2 separate regions of the Zea mays genome follow, and region 1 is linked to region 2. Evidence: chromatin contacts called from public Hi-C data. All regions are on one chromosome and are shown on one strand. Each heading gives the region's core, a stretch centred on a gene start, on an enhancer-like site or on the middle of the called end of the contact. The rest is flanking DNA. Distances are from core to core; before and after follow the strand shown.

The links. A called contact is a pair of places that touch in the nucleus more often than the background predicts.
Region 1: a Hi-C map of leaf shows a contact between it and region 2, with 5 times the contacts expected there. The contact joins the promoter of LOC100283851 here to the promoter of LOC100280257 in region 2. A contact is called at or near these places in 3 of 25 Hi-C or Micro-C datasets (endosperm, leaf and tassel).

Annotation. Positions count from the first base shown.
Region 1 is chr8:149,289,085-149,292,203 of Zm-B73-REFERENCE-NAM-5.0, forward strand. LOC100283851 (mitochondrial import receptor subunit TOM7-1) reads right to left here and starts at 1,605. Exons shown (of 1, transcript NM_001156749.2): 1 at 1,041-1,605. The coding sequence starts at 1,506. The coding sequence ends at 1,267. LOC100285218 reads left to right here. Exons shown (of 11, transcript NM_001158112.2): 11 at 1-514. The coding sequence ends at 222.
Region 2 is chr8:149,080,942-149,084,449 of Zm-B73-REFERENCE-NAM-5.0, forward strand. LOC100280257 reads left to right here and starts at 1,775. Exons shown (of 12, transcript NM_001153185.2): 1 at 1,775-1,941; 2 at 2,035-2,205; 3 at 2,689-2,874; 4 at 2,992-3,099; 5 at 3,173-3,250; 6 at 3,332-3,413; 7 at 3,489-3,508. The coding sequence starts at 1,849.

The DNA.
Region 1 (3,119 bases), core at 355-2,854, 210 kb after region 2:
AGCAATCACATCCAATGTATTGCTTCAGGCGGTCAGCCTCCGAACTACAAGTTCTTTTTCTATGCTCAAAAAGATGGGGCTGCTGCTTTCTTCCTTGTTGAATGTATTGTCAACACAGCATCAGCGAAGGCACAGCTCAAAATCAAGGCTGATGATGGAACTGCTGCTGAGGCATTCTCGAGTTTGTTTCAGTCAGCCTTGTCCAAATTTGGGCTTTCTTGATCCTGAGTAATTTGTCTGAGCGATTCACCGGTCCACAGTTTTTTATGGGTTTCACAGTTTGCCCCAACTCCACTGTCTTGGCTTGTCCAGTACTTGTGATCATATTATTGGAGAATCAGAGTAGAAGGTGCAAAAGGGTACTGGAGTTTTGCGGAGCTAAAAATCCTATTTGTACTATTTGGGTGAACTGTGCATTTGTACATGACTACATGTCACCCAGATAAATAGCTGGGTTATTTAGGACTGTACTGTTTGATGTTCTGGGTTATTTAGGATTGTGATAGTTTGATGCCTTGATCTCTTCTGAAGGGTTTCGTTTCCTTGAAGGATGTAGAAACAACACGCAACAACCCCTTTCATGTATGCTATTTACCATTTCTTGCACAGATGATCAATAAGATGTTTCGTCTTCCATTTTGATTCGTATTATTTAGTACTATTTTGACATTTCATTGAGACTGAGTAGCAAAGTAATCTGATGTTGTAGCTGTTAGTGCATTGCTACCAAGGTTGTTAGAATGGCGTAACTTTTGCTGCTACTCGTAAGTAACCGCAAAGCACTAGTTCCGAACCGGTTTGCATTTTGCAAAAGCGTATATGAGTTATGAATTTGCCCAATATTATAATTATCATGATTAACAATCCCACGCTTTGTGCTACGAAAATGGGGCAACTAAAATTCACTATCACGGCGAAACTGAACGACATATTAATCACATATGTAGGCTAGTCGATGTCAGATTCAACAAGACCACAACCATCCAAAACATCAGCACAAGACGCGCAACAAAATCAGTACACGCAGACGAAAACGGATATAGTTCATACAATCATAAGCACTGCAGATCACATAACCAAGACATTTTTGATCCGATGTATAGAAGACATCCGCCACTACAAAATTATTAAACCAAATCCTTCAAATTCGCCCAGAAAGCATGATCCACCTTCTTCAACTCGATCTCGGACATATGTAAGCAAATGAAGTACCAGCTACAAACTACTACGGACCGACCTCATCCGGGCCCTGACGGGGAGATCCGATCAGACGGGGGAGAGGAGCTGGAACACGGAGGGCTTGGGCTCGGAGTTCATGCCGATGACGATGACGAGGGGGATGAAGCCGTAGTGCGCCACCACCTTCGCCTTCTTCATCGTCCACGTGGTCCACTCCTTCATGAGCCGCACCGTGGTCGCCGCCGCGGTGGCGTCCTCGTCGTCGGCGGTGGCCTTCTTCCCGCCCTTGCCCTTGGGCTTCGACTTCAGCGACGGACGCGACGCCATGGAGGATCCCCCGAACTGGATCCGACGAGCCGAGAGCAAAACCCTAGGGAGGCGGAGGCGGAGGCGTTTGGGGATTGTTTGATCTGATGGCTAGATGGTGCGGAGCCCCTCCTGGTAGTAATATTTGTTAGCTGGGCTTTCATAGTTGGATGGACCGGACATTCTGGGCTCTTTTCTAGTGGGCCGATCTAATAGCATTAGTCAAATATATGGAACCCATATGACGAAGAGTCTTTCTTATCTTTTATATGCCGAACGATAATGACATAATTAGTGGCTGGCCGGCAGTAGCTCATTTCAAATTCTCGTCGGTAACATGTTCTTCCCTCCATCGATAGCATCTGCCAAGTGATTTGACTTGTACAGTTGTACTCCATATTGGTCTCCGATGGAGATTTGTGTTCGTTTTTTTTTTGCCTCCGTGCTATGATGGGTGCGTTATGTTAAGCTCGGTTAGTTATGTTAAACTCGATTAGTTCGATCAGTAGGATTGGATTAGTGATCCTTGTTAAAATATAACAAGCTTATTACCATTAGGCTAGCTGAAAGGGAATTAGGCTTACACCTAGTCCCTAATTAATTTTGGTGGTTGAATTGCTCAACACAAACAATTGGACTAACTAGTTGGCCCAAGTGTATAGATTACACAGGTGTAAAAGGTTCACACTCAGCCAATAAAAAGACCAAGTTTTGGATTCAACAAAGGAGCAAAGTGGGAACCGAAGGCCCTCTGGTCTGGGAGCACCGGACTGTCCGGTGTACACCGGACAGTATCCGGTGCACCACCGGACAGTGTCCGGTGCACCAGAGGACTCTAGCTCAAACTCGCCACCTTCGGGAATTTCCAGAGGCACTCGCGCTATAATTCACCGGACTGTCCGGTGCGCCGAGGATCAGCCTCAGGAACTCGCCAGCTTCGGGAAACTCCAACGGCTAGTTCGCTATAATTCACCGGACTGTCCGGTGTGCACCGGACTGTCCGGTGCACTTCCGGAGCAACGGCTACCTCCGCGCCAACGGCTACCTGCGGCGCATTAAATGCGCGCGCAGCGCGCGCAGAAGTCAGGCGCGCCCATACTGGCACACCGGACAAGGAACAGTGCATGTCCGGTGTGCACCGGACACCCAGGCGGGCCCACAAGTCAGAAGCTCCAACGGTCAGAATCCAACGGCAGTGATGACGTGGCAGGGGGCACCGGACTGTCCGGTGTGCCATCGAACAGACAGCCTCCCAACGGCCACTTTTGGTGGTTGGGGCTATAAATACCCCAACCACCCCACCATTCATTGTATCCAAGTTTTCCACTTCCCAACTACTATAAGAGCTCTAGCATTCAATTCTAGACACACCAAAGAGATCAAATCCTCTCCAAATTCCACACAACACCATAGTGATTAGAGAGAGAGATTTGCTTGTGTTCTTTCGAGCTCTTGCTCTTGGATTGCTTTCTTCTTTCTTGATCTTTTCTTTGCAATCAAACTCACTTGTAAATTGAGGCAAGAGACACCAATCTTGTGGTGGTCCTTGTGGGAACTTTGTGTTCCAAGTGATTGAGAAGAGAAAGCTCACTCGATCCGAGGGATCGTTTGAGAGAGGGAAGGGTTGAAAGAGA
Region 2 (3,508 bases), core at 525-3,024:
CGCTTTATTTCTTGGTTGATTTGTTTTCCCCTCTCTTTTGGACTCGGATTCATTTCTAACGCTAACCCCAGCTTGTAGTGTGTGCTTAAGTTTATAATTTTCAGATTCCGCCTATTCACCCCCCTCTAGCCGACTTTCAAATACCCACTCTTAATGGTTAATCAATGCCCACCCTTAATGCTTAGGTAGTGAGCATATGATAAATGATGTATGTACATGATCCTATATAAAGTTGTATCCTCAATCTTATAGAACATGAAAGCTACAATGTCAAAGTCTATGTGTGAGATTGAAGTACCAAGGAGCCACTGTTGAATGTTGGTGAGGGCCTCACAACATCCCATCATTGGCAAGAGTGTCCTCCTCATAACTTTATGAAAGAACCGTACAACTTGTTTGAAGTCGACATGCACTCTACAAGATCTCTCTACAAAGGGTGGCCTGAACAATAGAGGTACATGTGCTCTAGGTGGTAACAAACAATTGGTATACATCTTAATTTCTTTGCTAATCAAACAAGAAAAATGGATTGGATGCTCTTTTTGTTTTCAACTCCACATTAAATTGAGGTAGGACCCAACCCAATTCATCTTTACGAGGGGCAGATCTAAAAATTTCTTATGCCCGAGCCAAGACTACATTTTTTCTCCTCCTTTTTATCTTAGCTATTTTAAACTAGATTAAATATAAATTCATATGGAATCACATGGACCATACACCGGGCCACAAACTGGATGGCTCGGGGTGTAGATCCACCCCTGATCCTCACTAATTCAGCAAGCAAGTGGCTACCGTGACTCAATGTTAGCACTACATTCATGCCTCATAATTTTTTTCCAGATGACAGGTAAGCAGTAGTAGCATAGTACCAGCAGTCAACCATGCAAGGATAATGAAATGCCCCTTATCATCATAGTACTAAGGGCATGCATAACCCAATTAAATGAGGGTCTTTTGGGGTCTCTAGGGGCTAAGTGAAAAAAATTAAGAGACAAGCTCTTCGCGAAGAATCCGTCTCTACACGACTCTTTATATATGTTGTGCCTTTACTGCATTTATTATCTGGAGGCTCAGGATTGTATCACGCAGTCTCTTAACTATCTCTTGTATTTAGAAAACTGTTTCAAGTAATTAGGGCTGTACTGAAAACGAGTTCACATTTTCATCTCTTCCTTATCAATTACTCATCCAAAAATAATTGTTGTTCTCACCGTTGGATAAGTCAAAAATTTTAATTTTAATAAAAATAGCAATACTTACAGCATATAATTAATATTATTAGATAAATAATCGGTGTTTTATAACAAACTTATTTGAAGATATAATATTGATAATATTATTTGTAAATCTAGGCAATATTTTAAAAATGATCATATAAATACTGACACTTATTTTGGGAGTTGGAATGGCCAGACAAGATTTTTACACGACAGATATTCAGACAATGATACCTCCAATAAAATTGATTATTTTTTCAAAAGAAAATATAACGAAATGCCTCTTCCACCAACCATTGCCCCGTACCACGGTCGAGACCGGCGCTGCCTAAAATCCCCAAAAAGCAGCTGAACAACAAAAAAAACGCACCCCACCCTTTTTTGTCCCTATACCTGCAGCCTTGAACGCCACTCCAAATTCAAACTTGGGGGGCGTCGACGCACCGTCTCGCAAATCCCAGGGTGCAACCTGCAAAATCATCCCCTCTCTGGCTCCCGGAAACAGAGGTCTTTTTTACTCTAGCCCACTAGCGGCCGCTCCTCCGCCTCCCGTTGTCCCCTCCATCAGTCCCCTCGTCCTTCTCCCCTCTCCACACGGCGTCGCGGCTCCCCTCATTCGCCGGCGTCGACGATGAACGGAGGCAGCCGGCGGCAGCGGTACTCCTCAGAGCAGCTCCTCTTCGACGTCCCCGCCAATGCCGGTGCCGGCCGGTGGGCGCAGCAGGTACGGCATAGCGCTTCATCGAGATCCGAGCGGGTCCAGGCTTTCCGGTTTCTTCTAGGATAAGCTCATCGGAGGTTCGCTTTGTGTGTGCAGCGTGGCGGGGTGCGTCGCGGGGACGGGGAGATCTTCGTGTCGGTGGAGCCCGCGACGCCGGCGCGGCTGTGCGGAGGGGACGCCGCGGCCGGGGACTCGCCGGGACAGAGGCAGCAGCTCAGTCCCGGGTTGCTCGACCTCCATGCGTTCGACACCGAGCTTATTCCCGATGTGAGGCCAATCATCTGTATTCTTTAGTTTTTATCACTTATCAGTTGCCGCATCTGTTTCAGTGGCCTCGCTTGTTTGGAATAAATATTACTGTTCGAGAATGCTGTCGGGCAAATATCGCTTTTATTTTGTTTCTCAATTGGTCATGGGCTTAGTCACACGCATATTTTTTGGGTTTCCTAGGCGTGCTGTTTTTTTGATGTACAGAAACTGGGATGCCAAACTTATATTTTGTTGGTTGAATCATGGTCAGTTGTTGATATGGTTAATATGTTGATTTATCAGTCTGTTTGAGTTGTTAAACTTAATCTAGTCCTTTAGTTCAGAAGATGCATCTACTTTTATTTAGTGATGATTCTTCATTCCTTCTTTAATCCTAACCTTTTTCCCGGACAATATGGTTCTGTAGAAAAAGATGCTTTATCATTTCCCTAGTGACAGTTCTTAAATACTGGAGCTAAAATACATATTTCATGTATACAGTTTCAAGTACCAGGAATCTATGATGGTGCCCAAAAGTTTGGCTATGGAGGAGGTCTAGATGAATCTGATATGAGATTCACATCAAACAAGATGATGAGCAAGTCTACTATTTTTCCTGATGGTAACTATCTGAAGGCCTTCACTGAGAAAGAAAAGGCAGCACCTGTCGCGAAAATCAAAGTGGTGGTATGTTCTTTGATTTTGTCACACACTTGCTGATAAATAGATCTTGTTGCCTTAGCTGTTATGTCATAATCTGTCCACTTCTAATAGTTTTGATGTGACATATGATATGAAATGCAGGTGCGCAAAAGACCACTTAACAAAAAGGAAGTATCAAAGAAGGAAGAAGATATTGTAGACATTGAACAAAGATCAAACTCTTTGACTGTCCATGAAACTAAACTTAAGGTTTGCATTTTCTTCTATTGCCGTTCCTGATGACAAACCTTAAGAATCTTAATATCTGGCGCATGATTCACAGGTTGACCTTACTGAATACGTCGAAAAGCATGAGTTTGTATTCGATGCTGTCTTAGATGAAGATGTTTCAAATGATGAGGTGCCGACTGCAAACTCTTTGCTATTAGTGGTAGTATTGTGCATCTACATTTTCAGTTACCTGTGATTATCCAACCTACAGGTTTATCGTGAAACAGTGGAGCCTGTAGTTCCTGCAATTTTTAATCGAACTAAGGCAACTTGTTTTGCTTATGGACAAACCGGTACACGCTCAATCTTCTCTAGATTATACATCCACAAAACACTTGATATCATCTGAACTAATATTCTCCACTCAGGTAGTGGAAAGACTTATACC